2 separate regions of the Pan troglodytes genome follow, and region 2 is linked to region 1. The links are chromatin contacts, called in public Hi-C maps. All regions are on one chromosome and are shown on one strand. The core of a region is the stretch at or near the end of the contact, and the rest is flanking DNA. Distances in the headings are between cores, read along the strand shown. Region 1 has its middle 73 kb from the start of MEX3C. Region 2 has its middle 73 kb from the start of MEX3C.

Evidence for each region. A called contact is a pair of places that touch in the nucleus more often than the background predicts.
Region 2: a contact with region 1 is called in a Hi-C map of induced pluripotent stem cells, with 2.5 times the contacts expected there. The contact joins two enhancer-like sites. A contact is called at or near these places in 2 of 7 Hi-C or Micro-C datasets (both in induced pluripotent stem cells).

The regions. Positions count from the first base shown.
Region 1 is chr17:61,175,764-61,180,422 of NHGRI_mPanTro3-v2.0_pri, reverse strand. No RefSeq gene overlaps it. Among named protein-coding and RNA genes, the nearest start is that of MEX3C, 73 kb to the left of the region's middle. Within about 2 kb of position 3,397, at least 1 of the 24 cell types and tissues checked has an H3K27ac peak or open chromatin away from gene starts, as enhancers often do. A contact at or near this core is called in induced pluripotent stem cells, where this site is marked.
Region 2 is chr17:61,321,384-61,326,514 of NHGRI_mPanTro3-v2.0_pri, reverse strand. No RefSeq gene overlaps it. Among named protein-coding and RNA genes, the nearest start is that of MEX3C, 73 kb to the right of the region's middle. Within about 2 kb of position 3,629, at least 2 of the 24 cell types and tissues checked have an H3K27ac peak or open chromatin away from gene starts, as enhancers often do. A contact at or near this core is called in induced pluripotent stem cells, where this site is marked.

The DNA.
Region 1 (4,659 bases), core at 2,148-4,647:
TCACAGGTTTGCCAGGAAAGAGACTCTTCTTTTTGAAATAACAAGGGTCTCCAGAAACTGGTGCAAAAGACAAAATAAGAGGAATTGTTTGGGAAGTAGGAAGGTAAAACAATGGGAGAAAAGCTGCCATTGGGGAAAAAATGAAAATAAAGGGAGAACCCCCATTTCTGTGTACTACAGCTCAGGCTGTGAGACAGCAGCAATAAAGGCCCACACCCAGAGACGCGGGCATTTTAGTGGGTTTCTACAAACATTTCAAGACACCTTGGGGTCTGATAGGCTCCACAATTTTCTGTGTGCATAGTTTGTGGAATATCATCCCCTTTATCTTAGTTTACCCACATCCGGACCCACCGCTGAGAAGGCTTGACCCAGAAAATGAAAGGGACACATTACTGTTAACAGCAGTGAAGGTCATTTTCCCTGATGTGAGGGGCCCATGGCAAAAGCTTCTGTCCTTCACATGATTGGCTTGGTGGTGAAAATCAAAATCAATGAAGACCACTTCACTATCTTTTTTAAAAAGTTGAGTATTTTTATTGGGTCTTCAAATCTGGCTCCCACAGTCCTCATTTGATGTCACTCTTCGCTCTGTACTGAGCTCTCCTCTGACTTTTATGGAGGGCTTGCCTAAGTAGCCTATTGCAGACATCAGGCTAATTTTTTTAAAAAACTTTTTGTAGACACAAGGGATCTCCTTGCTATGTTGCCCAGGCTGATCTCGGACTCCTGGCCTCAAGCAATCCTCCTCCCTCAGCCTCCCAAAGTGCTGGGATTATAGGCGTGAGCCACTATCCCCAGCCAAGAGAGTCAAATTCTTAACTGAGGTGGCTAATTGTGAAGTGTGTTAAGTATGACTTCCTGTTTTCTATATTTTTGATACTTTGACATCTGGAGCCTTGCTGACCTTGAAGAGACTGCCCTCCCAGGGATAGCTAATTCCTAGAAATAGCAAAAGATTCTCCTGCTGGTGTGCCTTTCACATGCACATGAACCAGTCCAGACCCTGTACTCCCCAGCAGCCTCCTTTATTGGGCTCTCACACTTGGGGCACTACTGACCTGCCCTGCTCACCCAGGCCCAGATGATACAGACAGGAGACAGGGAAATACTGGGTAGAAGAGGGCAGTCCCCCAGCAAAGGCCCCACCCTGAAGCCTGGATACCTGTGGCCCTAAATGGAAACAGGCATTCCTGTTTTCACACCCAAAAATTTGTCTTTGTGGCCCGCCATACCCCACTATCCTGTACCCATATAAACCCCAGATCCTAGGCTCCAAAAGGAGATGAGAAGACGAACAGAAGAACAGAAGAACGGCAGAAGGGTGTGACAGAGAGGAGAAAAGGAGCGTCTGAACGCCAAGAGGAGTTCAGTTGGGGGCGGTTAGAGAGGAGTTTGGCTGCTGGATGACCAAAATCCAGGAGATCATTTTCCCACTCCATTCCCTTTCTAGCTCCCCATTCATCCTGCTAAGAGCCACCTCCACCATCCAATAAAACCCCTGCATTCACCACCCTTCAAGTTCATGTGTGACCTGATTCTTCCAGGACAATGGACAAGAGCTTGGGATATAGAAACCTGTGACACTGGCCCTCTGCCCTTGTGAAAAGCAGAGGGTCCACTGAACTGGTTAACACTTAAGCCATCTATGGAGGGCAAAGCTAAAAGAGCACACTGTAACACATGCTCCTGAGCCTGCCTGTCTGCGTGCTCCCCCTCCCATAGGGGTTTCAGCGTACTGTGACCAAACACACAAGCCACACCACTGTCACACATCCTCAAGAGGGGTCAGGGAACTCTCCCATTTCACAGACATCAGACAATTAGGGCAGCCCCTACATCCCAGAACCTGCTGAAATTATTCAAGCTGGCCAATCCTACACCTGCTAAACCTGCTTACCTACCTTGCCCCTTCTTTCCCATGAAAACCACAATGACGGCTCTTGCCCACATTTTCCCCTTACATCCTCTGCCTCCTGACCAACTCCTGCTTCCCCGGGTGGCCCTGTGTGGTGCAGTGTGACCCCTCCTCTTGGGAACTGTGGGTAACAATCTCTTCAACGGCAGCTGTCTCCTGACCTGTTGGCTTCACCATACCTGATACTAATAATAAAACCTGCATTTTATTTTATTTTTTTATTTATATTTATTTATTTGTTTATTTTTGAGATGGAGTCTCCTTCTGTCTCCAAGCTGGAAGTGCAGTGGCGCGACCTCAACACTCCAAGCTCTGCGGCGCTCCACCAAACCCTGCAAGCCCTGCCTGTCAGGTTCAAGTGATTTTCCTGCCTCAGCCTCCCGAGTAGCTGGGACTACAGGCTACAGGCATGCGCCACCATGCCCAGCTAATTTTTGTATTTTCAGTAGTGACGGGGTTTCACCATGTTGGCCAGGATGGTCTCCATCTCTTGACCTTGTGATCCACCAGCCTCAGCCTCCCAAAGTGCTGGGATTACAGGCGTGAGCCACCGTGCCCAGCCAGAAAACCTGCATTTTAAAACACGAGGACCATGTGAGCCTGTAGTTGCTGGTGGCCACCTTACCCCACATGAAGAGAATGAACCCAAAGAATGCTGAGAATGAACCCAAAGAAACCTAGAGGATCTCAGCACTTTGGGAGGCTGAGGTGGGAGGATCCCTTGAGCCCAGGAGTTCAAGACCAGCCTGGACAACATGGTGAGATCCCCATCTCTACAAAAAAGTAAAATAAATTTAGCCGGGTGTGGTGTACATGCCTGTGGTCCCAGCTACTCAGGAGGCTGAGGTGGGAGTGACACTGAAATGCTGGAAAGGGAAGAGCGTGGCCGCTTTAAATGATATGGAAAAGGGGAAAGGAAGTGCTGGGTAGAGGAGAGTTGTGGTCCCTGGCTAGGGCTCCACCCCCACGGACCTAGGTAAGGACAGGCATTTTTCTGCCCAAATGTTGCATTCCCCAAGACTACCCTGGCCTGCCACGCCCACATCTTGGGCCTATAAAAACCCATGACCCCCTAGAGGGCAGACACAGAAGCGGCTGGAAGTCGGGAGGAATACATTGGAGGAAAAAGACAAGCAGCTGGTCTTTGAGACCCGAGAGCCCACCACCCGGCAGGAAGGCAGGCAGACCGGCCATGAATCAGCAGAATGATGCGGAGTTTGGATGGGGCCGTTGGAAGGGAGCTGGGGCCACTGAGCAGCCAAACTCCAGGGGAAAACCATCTCCCTTCTGGCTCCCCCATTGGCTGAAAGCTACTTCTACTCAGTAAAACTTTGCACTTATTCTCCAAGCTCACCTGTGATCTGAATCTTCCAGTACACCAAGGCAAGAACCCGGGATACAGAAAACCCTCTGTCCTTGGGACAAGGTAGAGGGTCTAATTGAGCTGTTTAACACAAACCGCCTGTAGAGGGCAAACTAAAAGACCCTGTAACACACGTCCACTGGGACTTCAGGAGCTGTAAACATTCACCCCTAGACACTGCAGTGGGGTTGGAGCCCCACAGCCTGCCCGTCTGTATGCTCCCCTAAAGATTTGAGCAGCGAGGCACTGGAGAACCGAGCCACTCCACAGGTCGCACACCCTGCGAGGGGGACAGGAGAACCTTTCCCGTTTCAGGAGGATCGCTTGAGCCCAGGACTTCAAGGCTGCAGTGAGCCATGATTGTGCCACTGCACTCTAGCCTGGGTGACAGAGTGAGACCCCGTCAAGAAAGAAAAGAGAGGGGAGGGAGGGAGGGAGAGATGGAGGGAAAGGAAGGAAAAGGAATGAAGGGAAGGAAAGAACACAGAAGAGACAGTGTCCTAATGGAGTCATTTCAGTTTCTACCAATCCCAGATGCCTTAGCTACATGAATAAGTACATTTTTTGGGCGGGGGAGTAGGCTTAAACTATTTTGAGTTGGATTGTCTATCCCTAGCACCCTGACTGGGGTGCAGACGGTCTGTGTGGACTACCCAGGCGCTGCGCTGTGGTCAGACTCAGCCCCCAGGAGTGCTGTGGGACCGTCCTGACTGTGCCTCACCGGCAAAGAAAGGACTGGGCTGTTGCGGGCAGGAGGCCCTGGGGGGAGCGTCCACTCAGGTGCCGGTTGGGAGAGTAGCTCTCTGCACTGTCTCCTCACCTTAAAGGGAAGCATTCAGGCTGGATGTTCCCATGGGCTCTCCCCTGTTCTTTTCCCCAATTTTCTGCAAGTTTTTGTTTCAAAGTAAAAATAATACTAAAATAGAGCACTTACTACAAGTCGGGCACTGTGCTGAGATTCATACACAGGGATTCCTTGGAGCCTCATAACAACTCTGTGAGGGGTGATGGCCGTCCGGTTGCACAGATAGGGAGCCAGAGGCACCCATGGATGGAGGCCCAGCCTGCCTGGTGATCCTGCCGATGGGCGCTGCAGAGCTGCTCGGCGTCCCTCTCCAGCGCTTCCATCTGCGGGAAATTCACCTGTAGTCTCATCCAAATCCTCATTTTCCTTCTTCCAGTCCTTCCTTCAGTCTTAACTCTCCCAGGCTTAATCATTAAAGAAAGCCTTTTTAGACTGTCCTCGAGAGTGTTAGCTTGTTATTTAAAACAGTTTCTTCTAAGTTCCCTCCCACATTCCCCCTCATGGAATTCCAAACTGGGCATATGGTAGGGGAGGTTCATGCTGGGGAACAGGTCAGGCAGAGGACCACGGCAA
Region 2 (5,131 bases), core at 2,380-4,879, 150 kb before region 1:
AGTCTAGAGAGTAAAGGTTACAACAGAAAATTAAGGTATTATTAGCCTTTAAAGCTTCCTGATGTTATTTATCTCCATGGGCTCCTTCATTAGCCAATCACTGTAAAAATATTTTCAAAATACCAAGAATCCCATTGCTAATTTGGAACACAGAGGCAAGAATTCTATTCTTGATTCTTTGATCTTTTCCACAGCCCATGCTAAACATATCTCTCTGAAAGAGTAGATTGGCCTTGAGAAAGATGGGATCGGTGAAGACCCATGGCCTTTGTACTCACAAGAAAGCCTTGGGAGTCAACACTGCCCAACATCAGCCATGCCAGAGGATGAAAGTGCACTGCCCATCTCCAGCAGGTGCCAGTCATGGAGGATGAAAGCAAACAGTGCCCCCTAGAGGTGTGTGATGGGGCTGCCCTGTGGGTAAGGAAAAGCTTTAAGGCTGCAAGCCTGATGTAAAATCACTGGCTCCAATAAGAGAAATTACAGAGCATGGGCTCCTATACTGAAGGCCATAACATAATTAAGGTTAAGGAAACCAGGCGTCATGGTGCACGCCAGTAGTCCCAGCTACTCAGGAGGCTGAAGTGGGAGGATCGCTTCAGCCCAGGAGTTCAAGGCTGCAGTAAGCTGTGATCATGCCACTGCACTCCAGCCTGGATGACAGAGCAAGACCCTGTCTCAAAAATAAATAAATAAATAAATAAGAAAACTAAGGAATCCCCCTACACACACACACACACACACACACACACACACACACGCAGTGAAATACTTCCAAGTATTCTCACCCAACCTGGATATACGGACTGTTTTCCATCTGTTCTCTCCAAAACACTATAGCAAACATAGGAAATAGAATTTTTCCCTTCTATTTCTGTTCTTTCTATTCCTATGCTTTCTATTTTCTATCTACTTATAGCTATCTATTTCTATTCTATTGTTTTGTATTCAAAACTATATAGAAAATAGAATTTCCCTTTTCAATATGACATAACTTTTTTTAGGGAGATCAGGAACCTCATTAGAATTTGATGAAAGTCCTGAACTCTTACCCTAACAACACACACACACACACACACACACACACACACACACACACACACACACACGAGAGAGAGAGAGTTTTGTGCAAAACTCTAGGTATCTCTAAAACCCCCCTGCCTCACAGGACCAAAATGTGATCCTGACATCCAGTGGTAAGCCCCTTCTTTATGATGTTCATTACTTTACCTCTGTCAGGAGTTTCTGAATTTTGGCTATGTCGTAGTGTCAGTGTGGTCATTTACTTTTAAAAGACTTTGGAATGAGCTATGTAATGTGTCAAGGGTGATTCGTTAGCATATGAAGAACCCCAAGCAAAAATTCACAGTCCAGCGGTGGCTACTCAGCCCCTCAAATACTGATTGTTACTTAAGTCCACACCACAGGTTTGTAAAATAGCATGAAGGATGTTCGAAATAATTGACACTGGCAAAATGAGTGATGTTCAAGGAATAAGGTTGCCATAAAAATTATCCAGGCCCCTTGAAAACATTAATGCTAAATAAACCAGACACAAAGGGACAAATATTACATGATTCAACTTATACAAGGTAGTTGGAATAGTCAAATTCATAGAGACAAAAAGTAGAATGGTGGTTTCCCGGGGCTGGGAGTAAGGGAGAAAGGAGAGTTATTTTCTAATGGATGTAGAGTTTCAGTTTGGGAAAATAAAAAAGTTATGGAAATGCATGGTGGTGCTGGTTGCACAACATGATGAATGTACTTAATGTCACAAAACTGTATACTTTAAAATGGTTCAAATAGTAAATTTTATGTATATTTTATCACAATGAGAAAAATTTACGCAGACCCTCCCATGCCTACATGAATGAAGTATAAGGAACAGGCAAGCCCAGGATCTAATACCGTTGGAGAAAACATTAGAGAAAGCATCTGTCCCCACAATTTAGGGACTCCAACCAATATCTCATGTTAACATTTTAATCCAAAGTGGCTGCAATGATTTACGATAGCCAGGATGGCCAATCTTAGGCTCTGGGATTGACTTGACTTCAAAGTCATCAGAAATCATAGCATCCACCTCTAAGTAACCCTTTGATGAAGTCAGTGAGAGGGGCCTCCCCTGAGTTTAAGGAGCACAATGTGTGACTATTTTTATGCTTGTATATCTGGCAGAATTCTGTCAAAAATGTGCTTCCACTGTAACATCCCACCATTGGCCAGGTTGTGGAGAACGTTTCCCCCCTAATCTCCACAGGCTGCTACTCTTCTAACCAAGGAACCTGACAATTGCTGAACAGGCCAGATTCGCCTAAGCCACTACCCAAGTTCAGAAGAAACTCAGCCTGGCCTTCAGCCAAGAATGCAGCAAAACAGACAGTAGCTCAAGCCTCCAGCCTGGCCCCAGCTGAGCCGACAGCTGCCCAAAAACTTCACCCTGATGGGATTGCTTTGACTTGGAGAAAAGCCACAGGATTTTTGAAGTCCCATCTTGTCTCCACCCAGACTCAATAAGAGAAACTGTAGCCACACCAAGACCAGTTGCTGGGCAATATAAGGGAAAAAAGGAAAAAGACTACTTAATTAAGGAGCTAACTCAGTTATTTATCAGGAAAGCTAAGTGCATGCTGCAGGATAGATAAATATAGACCTTAAATGTAAAATATTACACCGTATCACAACTAAGTTAAAGCTCATAAAGATTAGAAAATTGTTAATTCTCAAATTTCAGGAACATTGCATCATAAAAGAACAAGGAGTGAGAAACTGAAACCGTCAACACAAGGTCCACCAACCCAAATGAACTTCAGATATGAATTAGTTAGCTCTTTCAGTTACCAGTAAATATTTACTGAATGCGTCCAATATACCAGACAGCTCTGAGATAGCATGCAGGAATAACAGTGGTATGGTCTTTTTTTTTTTCCTATTTCCGTAGGAGCTTATGGTTATTAAAAGGAAGGCAGAAACACAAAAAAATAAGTTAGTGGTTAAAGGTTTTTTTTTTTTTCTGCAATACTTTGGTGTCAGAAACAAATATGAGGATTTTCCATACTAACAGTCAATTCTCCAACACAAACTAGGTGGCCTACAACTCAACTCAATTCAATGCTGACATTAACTACCCGGACTCCACAGGTTTAAGGGCTGAGATCCACAACACTGTCCCCACCTCAGGTGCCAATTGCAAGTATTGGGTTTCCAGGTTACCCACACTTCTGTCCAACTCGGCAACAAAGTTCCAGGTTCCCATAAGCCCATTTAATAATGTGCCAGAACAGTGGGCAGAACTCAGGAAAGCAATTTGCTTACTTTTACCAAGATACAACTCAGGAACAGCCAAATGGAGGAGATGCATAGAGCAGGATAGGAAGGGGGCGGCAGGGGTGATGCACAGAACTTCCATGCCCTCTTCAGGTGCGCCACCCTCCCAGCACCTTGGTGAGTCCGCCACCCAGAAGCTCTCTGGATTGTTCAGTAGTGTCTATAGAGCTCAATCTCCAGCACTCACCTCTTCCCTTCCCAAAGTCGGTAGGTGAGGCTGAAAGTTCCAACCCTCTAATCACTTGCTCTTTCTGGTGACCAGCCCCATCCTGAGGCTACCTAGGGGTCCCACTGTAAGTTACCTCCTTAGCATAAACTCAGGTGTGATGGAAAGGGGTTTGTTATGAATAACAAAAGACACTCCCCTCACTCAGAAAATGCCAAGGGTTTTAGTGGCTCCATGCCAGGAACTGGGGACAAAAACCAAATATACTTTTGTATTAATCCACAGGGGTCAAATAAAATATTCAGGGTGGGTTCTGTGGGGGTGCAAAGAAGAACGAGATAATTTTATTGAGGGTGATGAGTTGGAAAAAGCCTCAGACAGGAGGCTGTGACTATGTTTTAAAAGGTAATAGGTGTTCACTGGGCAGACAATGGAAGGAATGGCAAATGGACCAAGAAGAAGGAAATGGCCCAGTGCCGCACACTCGAACTCCTGACCTCATGATCCGCCCGCCTTGGCCTCCCAAAGTGCTGGGATTACAGGCGTGAGCCACCACGCCCAGCTAGCCAGAGGAACTTTTAAAAACTATATCAAATGAGCTGAGTGTGGTGGCTCATGCCTGTAATCCCAGCACTTTGGGAGGCTGAAGCAGGCAGAGCATTTGAGGTCAAGAGTTGGAGACCACCCTGGGCAACACGGTGAATCCCCATCTCTACTAAAAATACAAAAATTAGCCAGGAGTAGTGGCAGGTGCCTGTAATCTCAGTTACTCAGGAGGCTGAGGGAGAAGAATCACTTGAACCCAGGAGGCAGAGGTTCCAGTGAGCAGAGATCACGCCACTATACTCCAGCCTGGGCAACCGAGGAAGACTCTGCTTCAAGGAAAAAAAAAAAAAAAAACTGTCAAATGGCCGGGCACAGTGGCTCACATGGTGGAAGGATGATCACTGAAGGCCAGGAGTTCAAGACCAGCCTGGACAACATACTGAGTCTCCCAACTCTACAAAAAAAAAAGATTTTTTTAAAAATTTTTTTACTTAAAAAAAAAAAAGCTATAACAAATTTTATCACTCTTCTGTTTTCAACCCTCCAAGGATTTTCCATCCCACATTAAATAAACTCCAAACTCTTTACCCTGGTCAGCAAGCCCCTATGATCTTCCCCCTGCCTATTTCTCTGTCATAAAGTAACTATGTTTTTTCCCTTTGTTGGCTCTGTGAAAGATGCAGATACCAGGATGAAATTGCTTTTGTCAGACCCAGGCAAAATAGGGCCAGGAAGAGAAGGTATGAAGGAGAGAAGACTCCCGTTTACACATCTGAGATAAGAACTCTTTCCAAGGACTTTCTAAAAACCCCATAAGAAACCCTTTCACATCCTTTATGCATCTCCTGGTTTGATAAAGTTTATCACTAGACACTCTGAAGGACTGCAGTAATTCAGATAAGATGTTCTCTGAAGAACACTTGCCCAGTAACAGGAGCTCCACCAATAAACTGACAACTCTGGCTTTGAACCTCAGGAACCAATGAACTCTGTTTCTAAGCAGCTTATGTAAATCTCTTTTTGCTAATAAAAGCTCCTCTTATCCCTCCCTCAATGCACTGGTGGTTTGCCATTCCATGCATTCTGAATTAT